Regions from separate parts of the Mus musculus genome. Here regions 1 and 2 are each linked to region 3. The links are chromatin contacts, called in public HiChIP or PLAC-seq maps. All regions are on one chromosome and are shown on one strand. Each heading gives the region's core, a stretch centred on a gene start, on an enhancer-like site or on the middle of the called end of the contact. The rest is flanking DNA. Distances are from core to core; before and after follow the strand shown.

Evidence for each region. HiChIP or PLAC-seq counts read pairs in DNA pulled down with a chosen protein or histone mark.
Region 1: an H3K4me3 HiChIP or PLAC-seq map of embryonic forebrain shows a contact between it and region 3, with 3 times the contacts expected there. The contact joins the enhancer-like site here to the promoter of Magel2 in region 3. A contact is called at or near these places in 2 of 39 promoter capture datasets (3T3-L1-derived adipocytes and embryonic stem cells), 4 of 115 datasets of contacts at active chromatin or transcription factors (embryonic forebrain, embryonic hindbrain, embryonic midbrain and 1 more) and 1 of 9 other capture datasets (adipose tissue).
Region 2: an H3K4me3 HiChIP or PLAC-seq map of embryonic forebrain shows a contact between it and region 3, with 5 times the contacts expected there. The contact joins the enhancer-like site here to the promoter of Magel2 in region 3. A contact is called at or near these places in 7 of 39 promoter capture datasets (the 3T3-L1 cell line, cranial neural crest, embryonic stem cells and 3 more), 1 of 484 Hi-C or Micro-C datasets (cranial neural crest), 8 of 115 datasets of contacts at active chromatin or transcription factors (embryonic basal ganglia, embryonic forebrain, embryonic hindbrain and 5 more) and 3 of 9 other capture datasets (adipose tissue, embryonic stem cells and pancreatic islet).

What each region holds. Positions count from the first base shown.
Region 1 is chr7:62,301,075-62,304,003 of GRCm38.p6, forward strand. All of the region lies in intron 1 of Gm42395 (a long non-coding RNA gene), which reads right to left. Among named protein-coding and RNA genes, the nearest start is that of Gm42395, 7.4 kb to the right of the region's middle. Within about 2 kb of position 1,582, at least 6 of the 459 cell types and tissues checked have an H3K27ac peak or open chromatin away from gene starts, as enhancers often do. A contact at or near this core is called in embryonic forebrain, where this site is marked.
Region 2 is chr7:62,268,625-62,271,324 of GRCm38.p6, forward strand. No RefSeq gene overlaps it. Among named protein-coding and RNA genes, the nearest start is that of Gm42395, 40 kb to the right of the region's middle. Within about 2 kb of position 1,412, at least 9 of the 459 cell types and tissues checked have an H3K27ac peak or open chromatin away from gene starts, as enhancers often do. A contact at or near this core is called in embryonic forebrain, where this site is marked.
Region 3 is chr7:62,375,564-62,378,628 of GRCm38.p6, forward strand. Magel2 (melanoma antigen, family L, 2) reads left to right here and starts at 1,416. Exons shown (of 1, transcript NM_013779.2): 1 at 1,416-3,065. The coding sequence starts at 1,787. The region is part of intron 1 of Gm32061 (predicted gene, 32061); the gene reads right to left.

The DNA.
Region 1 (2,929 bases), core at 332-2,831, 74 kb before region 3:
TAAATTGCTGAATAAATAGTGGACAAGTTCAAAGAAGACTCTGTTGAAATTAAACAATCTGAAAATGAAAATAAAAGCATTCAGAAGGATGAGAAGGGCTTTATTGACCTGCTGAACAGCATAAAGTACTATGGCAAGAAAATAACGAGTGTCAGGAGACCAGGAGGTGGAGAGAGGCAAAAAGAATATTCAAAGAAACAATATCTCTGAGCTTGATGAAAAACATTAATATACCCATCTAGACTCTATAATAAACTTCAAGTAAGATTAACTCAGAGACATCAATCTCAAAAACTCCTAATAACCACAATGTCAAAGCCGAGGACAAAGAGAAATACTGAAAGCCGAAAGAGTAGAGTACCACCATATACACAGCTCATCAGCAGTATGAACAGGTGCCTACTTAAACCATAGACGAACAAAGCATTGCAGAAGTTCACAATTAGAATGACGGGAGAAAAACAGCTGTCAATTAATACTGCTTATATTGAGAAAATGCATGTTGAAAACAGAAAGAAGAAAGCAGGATATCCTTTGACATAAAATAACAATAACAGCCAAAAGAAAACACAAAGGGTAAATTGAATTTTTCAATAAACCCATGCTGCAAGCAACAAGCACCGGGGTTTATTAAAATGAACGAAAAGAAAATTAAACATAAAGAGCTTTAGTGGCACTAACTATTGCAGTAAAATAGAAAAGTCAATAGAAAGAGATTTGTTGTTCGTAACTATGTTTTAATCCTATCTAATTTAATGGCAACTGCATAAAGGAATGATTACAAGTCTGTGCTGATGGGATTAAAATGTACAAAGGGGTAATTTGTCTGACAATAACAAGACAAATTAGAGGGAGGCAATACAGCTATAAAGGGGCATGATTCTTGTATACTATTCAATTAAGTTGCTTTTAATTTTCTCTAGATTGTTATAAATTAAGCTGCTAATTATAATGTTTAAAGGCTCCACTAAGAAAATTAAAAAAAAATACCATCAAAGAAAAAGCAAGAAAAATAAAATTGTACAGCAGCAAATATTTATTTCACAAGAAATTTTATACTTACAGAAGGAATTGATAGTATAAGATACAAGGAAACTAGTTACTTAGCAGGTGCGAATGCTATATCATAAGTTACTTAACTAAATGGAAGTAAATCCCAAAGAAAAGTAAGGAGGAAATATTAGAATAACAATTATATGCTCTATACATGAGATATAAATATGTCAGTTGGAGAAAACAGTTTACATAAAGGAATCAGAAAAACATAACCTATGCCAATATTGAAAATATTAACCTTTAAGATAAAAATTACTATTGAAGAAAAAGATGGATAGTATACAATAGCAAATTTCCCATTTATCACAAACACAAAATAGTTGCAAATTCATCTAACAATAGATGTCCAAATAGGTGAAGCAATACAGAATTCAAGGGAGAATAAGCAATTCAAACATAATTGTTGAATTTTTCAATAACCTACTTTCAATAATGGATAGAACAACTGCACAGAGAATTAGCATGGAAATAGAGCACTCCTACAGCACAACACACCAATTACACATAATAGACAAATGCGAAGCGCTCTACTCAGAAGCAGCAGAGCACACATTCTGCCCACGATGAACACAAAAACACTGTCCAGGGGCACCATATGTCAGGGCAAAATGAGTTTCAATCAATTCAAAAGGATTTTAATCATACACAGTATTATCCTACAAACAAAATGCCATAAAATTAGAAATCAAGGAAACAAAAAAAGCAGGCAAAGGGGAATCACAAATACAGAATGAATTAAATGACACAGTCTTAATTGATGTAAAATAAGAAAGCAAAATGAGAATTAGAAAATGCTCTGTGATGAATGAAAATGAAAGCACACAATGCCAAAATTTAAGTAATGCTAAAAACAAGTTTTTCCTAGGTATACTACATTTACATCGATCCTACATATGTTTATTTACTTAGAAAATTAGGATACCAAATAAATGACTCTATCTTGCATTTCAGAAAGCAAAAGTAACAATAGCTAACTAATGACAAAATGTGCAAAAAATTAAAAATTAGAAAAGAAATAAAAAATATAAATTCTCTATTTAGCCACCTAACCAGAGTGTGATATTTCATAACGGTGAACCATTAGTTGTACTAAAACAATATAAGAATGAAAATAAGCACTGAGTCTTAAAGAATAAATATATATAAAGCATATACAGACATGACATGAACAAGTTACAAAACCTAGTTAAACAGAAAATCTTTGTAGTAAGACATAAGCTCTGAAACTTGTTAAAAATTAGAAAACTAGAACAAATTAACAGCAAGCAATAATTTTGATAACTAATTTAAAAAATATTAAAAGCTAATAACCAAAGACATCTTCAAGGAGAAAAATACAAATGTTTAAAATTACCAGAAATCTTTCACAATTTTTTTCAATGAATGGAAAATGAAACTGTCTTTAAAATAATCAGTTTTGCCTAGGAAGAACTGAGCAAATATAAAACAAAATGAAAACCATAAACAACAGATACACATTGGAAGTGTAGATTCAGAAATCCTTAACAAAATACTATAAAACCAAAATACACCAAACCTGCGTGTGTATATGATGACTGTGCAACATAATTAAATAGCAACAACAAAGGGGAAAAGACGTCTGAATAGCGGCACTATTCACCATAATCTAAAGAGAAAAAGCACCTAGGTGAATGAGAGGAACAAAAAATCCTTTCCAAAGTTACACTGGATGGATACAAGGGTGTGCAACACATTAAACACTAAAGGTTGCATATTTTATACTTTGATTATGATCCTGAGAAATATACAACATTGGTGTGAAAACTTAGAATGACATGTGTCTCTGGGATAATGAAAAGTCTGTGCATAAGACATTTGGAATGATTGCAAACTTTGTGAATATACTAAACCT
Region 2 (2,700 bases), core at 162-2,661, 110 kb before region 3:
GTATATTTTTCTTATATCTGGTGAAATTATTAATAAATATTTGAAATGACACTATTAACTAACCTAGTTTTCTAGAACACAAGAAGAAACTGCTTTGTCAATTAAATTATTTCAGACCTTTACACATAAAGTAAGACTATCAATAGTAGTTATAATAATTAATGAGTAAAACATATTGGATTGCATTTTTATGCAAATAATAGTAATCTACTTGTGAAATTTAGCTGATACTATATTATATGTATGAATATAAAGAGGAATATTTTTGTTCCCAGAAATTTTATGTGAATGTTTTTACATTAGCATAATTCTAAATATTAGTACTCCAAATCAACTATGTAAAAATGAATCTGATGAGAGAATGATCTCAAGCTGACAGTTAATTACCAGATATCATTGTCTAGAAAACAACAACAACATGCCTTTCTGTGTAAAGGCAAGATTGGGCAGGAAAAAAACTGTACTGTTGCAATAACAACAAAAATAAAATTATAATGTTTTAATCCCAGTGAAGTCTCTATCTCTTTTTTCACATGTCTTGCCATACATCTGCCTTCAAAGTTTATTCTTGGTAGGTCAATATGAACAGACATGCAAGCTTCTTTGTGCTAAAGAACTGCTTTAAATTTCCCTGGTCTAGTTTTACATGTTTCTGCTTGTAGCAGTACAAATCACATAGCATGTCCTCAACAGCTGTGTTCTTCTCAAAGCCAGAAAATGCTTCTAGGAATGAGCACAGGAATTGCAAGGAGAGACCAACAATACAGCTAACACTGTTGCATCAGATATGCTCTTGGATTAGTTCACAGGAATATGCTAAGTGCTTCTTTGTCTGTCATTCACTTGCTTGTCTTGAAATCTCATGCTTTATAAATTATTTAAAATCACTGATCATCAGTACATTTGTGCATACATTATAGAAACCTTCATTAGGGATCACCTTAATTCATTTCAAACTCCAGTGACTACAGTGCTTGTCAACAGGGAAACAGGTGGTAACAGTGACTAAATGTTGAGCAGTATTTTGTTCTATCTCCATGGCAACAGGACAGAAGAAGTTCTATTAAGATATATTGCTTCCAGCAAGGAGGCAAAAAGCCAGCAAAATGGTTCTGCCTTTCCGTGTATTCCCCAGCTTAATTTCTTTAGCTTCTTTTTAGAAAAATGCAATTTAAAATTGTTGAACACAGTATGTGAATACATTATGCAAATAATATTACATATACTATACAAAGACATGATGAAGAACTTCCTTCTCATATTTCTTTCATATGGCAATAATTACATTTTCTGTACAAATGGTTGGCTCTCATTTTATTAGATTTTATTGCTCCATTCAATGCCTAGGCATGTGCCATGCTTTTGGCAATGAAATATGAGGAGCAGTGGCAAATGTCACACTTGAACATAAGCCTTAGAGCCACATATGCTTCTGGGACTGCTTTTGTTCCTGTTGTCAGAATAATGGCATGCCTTTCAACCTGGATCATGGAATGAATAAAATGCAAGGAAATGTAATGAGCCTCTATCAGAGGTATAGCAAACAAGAAAGTAGCATTAACAATTATGTGATATTTGGTGCTATATTTTACTATAGCATTAGATCAGTGAAATAGGAATTTAAAAAGAAAAAAAGAAAAATCTATCCATTGTGAGGCACCACCCCAAATAAAATATTAAAATATTTTTCTCAAGCCCTCAGAAATCTAAACAATTCTAAAGATGTAATTGGCTCCAGAAAAAATTTAGTTATTTCAAATTTTATTGAGAACAATATCTGCTAAAATGTTTGTACATGGTGATTCATACTGGAGTTGTGAAAAGGTGAAGATATTGGAAACTGTTAATAACTAGTATGTTTGGCTAATGTCATTTACTATAGAAATATTCAGGTGTGAAAAATAAGGTGAGCATGGTTCCAAAATACCCTTAAATACATTCTCTCAGTCACTGAAACTTCCTCCTGAGACAAACTTTTACTCTCTGCATCCTGTCCCAATGCATTATGTACTAGGGACCAAGCTTGTAACACATGGCCTTTTTGTAGGGTGGAATGTGAGATATAAACTATATAGTACAAGAGCATCCAGTCACTGTTTCTCACATAAAAACCCCAGGGTACAAAATAACCAATGTATATCTAATTATTTTAGCTCCAATAAATTAAACTTAACTTGATGTACAATGTTTCATCAACATACAAGTAGTGCATATCTGAAAAGTAATTATAGAGTTACTATTCAAATATTAGAATCACCTGGAATAAAAAGTAACTACATTTTGAATGAGATTTATTGACAGAATTTCTTATTAATATTTGAGACTTAAAATTATCTTTGAGCCAATAATATTTCCTTTACCCTTCAGAGAGACACTGCTCTTTAATTCTCTATTTTATTGTGGCCAAGAAAGATGATAGAGAATGAGAGATACCCCACATGGTAGAGCTGTAAACCACAGACACCTGCTGGAAAGAGTACTGATAACACTGACAAAAGATGATCTGAGAAATAGGTTGTTTGTCAGAATGTCTGTGTGCAAGATTTCAGACTTTCCACGAAGCCTCAAGACCTGAATACTCCAACAATACTGTTTTCTCATTTTAACTAAAAGTATTTGAGAATATCCTGGCCCTGTGTCATATGTTGACAGATGAATAAAAGGCAATTTGCATTTGCATCTATAGATAATTAGGATACA
Region 3 (3,065 bases), core at 166-2,665:
TGGAAAGTCATTTCTGCTTAGAAGGCAACCTTGTTTTGCATGTACATAGAAGTGAGAGATTGTCATGAATCTCTGGTGTAACATGCTTTCAAAGACTGGATGGTCTCTGAAATATGAGCCCCAAATTCTGCCATAATTATTTAACAAACGGTCAGTCATCCTGGGGCATATTTCTTCTTTATGGCCCACCAGTTAAAAACGAACAACAACAACAAAACTATTTAGGAGCATGTGCTGAAGGTATGTTAAGAGTTGGGTACAGCCTTCAACATTCTCTTCTGCCCCCTAGTGGTTTCTTTCCTCACCTTGGACGACTGCCCTAGGCTGCAAACCACTCCTTGTAAAGGAATCATAATGCTAGTTACCGTCTATAAACCACTAAACTTGACCTAAACTGAGATTGCCACTTAATTTTGGGGAGAAAGAATACCAATATGCAGTAATTTTGATGGGTACCTCTTTATTTGTTAACATGGTATATGTCCATTTTTTAGCTGATTTTCCAGAAAACTTTTCTTATACTCTCCATTTTTCTAGAACTAATTTCCAGCACATTGCTTCATTTTTTAATTATTGTTATTTTCAGGATGTCTTTCACACTCTATTGTCTCATCTCACCCACTTTAGAAGTTGATTTTCCCGCGTTTAAACTTCTGCCTCCGTGAATTTCTGTTAATTTACTTCCAAGGTTCCTTTTCTTTCCTCTCTAATTGGCTCGTCTTTTCTCTACCCGATTCTACGATGTAGTCAGTATTCTTCTAGATGAGTTTAGATTTTCCCCCCTCTGAACACACTTTTAAACAATTGTATCCACTACTACTACTATGTTTTGATAAAGAATGGGCAAACTTGATTCTCGGATCCTCGTAATGAATACAGTTATAATAGACCACCTATGTTATCCCTGGGTTGACTGACTCATGTCCTAGCAAATATTCATCAACTCCCCTTACCCTGCATGTGCTTCCTGCCCTTCAGTTACTTGACAGAATAAACTACTCCAGGAAATTCACACACCCGAGACAGATACCTGAATACAGTCATTTTTTTCTACACCTTCGTTAAATTGTAATAGCTGTCTCGAATAGCTCCCCAGTCCCTCTTACGTCAATGTACTTCGTTTCTGAGCTCAGACCACACCACTACCCCCACCTTTGGACATGTTCCATGTTGCTAGTGGTTTATTCCCACTTCATAATGCAGCACAGTGATTTTTTTTGAACCGTAAATCTGTCCCTATCACTTGCCTATATAAACTCTTGCTTAAAGAGTATGAACTAGCTTAGTTGAGGATCTATACCGCAGGAGAAGGGATATTGAGTCAGTCGGGACTTTGGTAGACGCCCCTCTGAACAATCCACTTGTGGTGGTCGGGGGCGGGGAAGGGGCGGGATTGAGCCCCCTCCCCCCTCCTTCTTACTGCGGAGAGCTGCAGAGCCAGCCGACACTCTGTGTGAGCTGCGCTGCGAGCTGTGAGCTGAGAGCTGTGAGCTGCGTGGCGGAGCAAGCCAGGCAGTAGCACTTGGCTGAAAGCTGCGGTGCTAGCCAGGCAGCGCTCGCTGAGAGTTGCGGTGCCAGCCAGGTAGTGCTTGCTGAGAGCTGCTGAGAGAGCCCAGCTGCGCTCGCTGAGAGCTGCGGAGAGAACCGCGGAACACGCCAGTCTGCACCGGCTTCCTATTCAGCCTTCAAGCTGGAGGGGGATCCTGGACAGCCACGTCGGCATGCTCAGCACTGGAAGAAAAAGCGCAGCAACCGGAGACGGGCCACCACCAGTCAAGCAAGGGACATGTCGCAGCTAAGTACGAATCTGGGGGATTCCAGCCCTCCGGAGTCCCCAGTGCCTGCAGTCCATAGCCGCCCTACGGTTCTGATGCGGGCTCCGCCTGCTTCCTCCCGGGCTCCTCCTGTCCCCTGGGATCCACCTCCAGTGGACTTGCAGGCTCCCATGGCTGCTTGGCAGGCTCCTCAACCTGCCTGGGAGGCTCCGGAGGGCCAGCTGCCTGCCCCAGTGGCTCAGCTGGCCCAGCCTCCTGGTCTAGGGGCCCCAATGGTCCAGGCTCCACCGCTCGGAGGGGGGATGGCCAAGCCTCCAACTCCTGGAGTCTTGATGGTCCATCAGCCCCCTCCGGGAGCCCCCATGGCCCAGTCTTCAACTCCGGGAGTCCTGATGCTACATCCTTCTGTCACGGGGGCCCCTTTGGCTCATCCTCCTCCCCCAGGAACCCCGATGACACACCCTCCCGGGACCTCGATGGCGCACCCTCCTCCTCCTCCTCCTCCCCCTCCTCCTCCTCCTCCTCCTGGGACCCCAATGACCCACCCACCTCCTCCTGGGACTCCGATGGGTCACCATCCTCCTCCTGGGAACCCTATGACCCATCCTCCACCGGGGAACCCGATGGTGCATCCTCTCACTCATGGAGCCCCGATGGTCCATGGGGGACCACATGGAACTCCAATGCCGCATGTTCCCATTACGGGGACACCGATAGCCCAGCAGCCAACTCCAGGAGTCCTGATGGCCCAGCAGCTGACACCGGGAGTCCTGATGGTCCAGCCGCCTGCTCCGGGAGCTCCGATGGTCCAGCCACCTCCACAGGCTGCCTTGATGACCCAGCCTGCACCTTCGATTACTCCGATGGCCAAGCCTCCAGGTCCTGGTGTCGTGATGATCCATCCTCCAGGTGCCAGAGGTCCAATCATTCAGACTCCAGTATCAGGAGCACCAATGGCTCAGACAGTGCTGCCCCCTGGGCAGCCTCTGGCCACTTGGGCCCCACAGGGTCAGCCTTTGATCCTACAAATCCAGTCTCAAGTCATAAGGGCTCCTCCACAGGTTCCCTCTGTACCACAAGCCCCCCAGGTACAGCTGGCCACACCCCCAGGCTGGCAAGCCACCACACCCAACTGGCAGGTGACCCCCCAGGGGTGGCCAGCAACGCCTTTGACATGGCAGGCTACACAGGTGACCTGGCAGGCCCCCACAATAGCCTGGCAGGCCACTCAACCTGGGCGCCAAGGGCACTCAACCATTCGTACTGGTCACACACCCATTCGACCTGGAC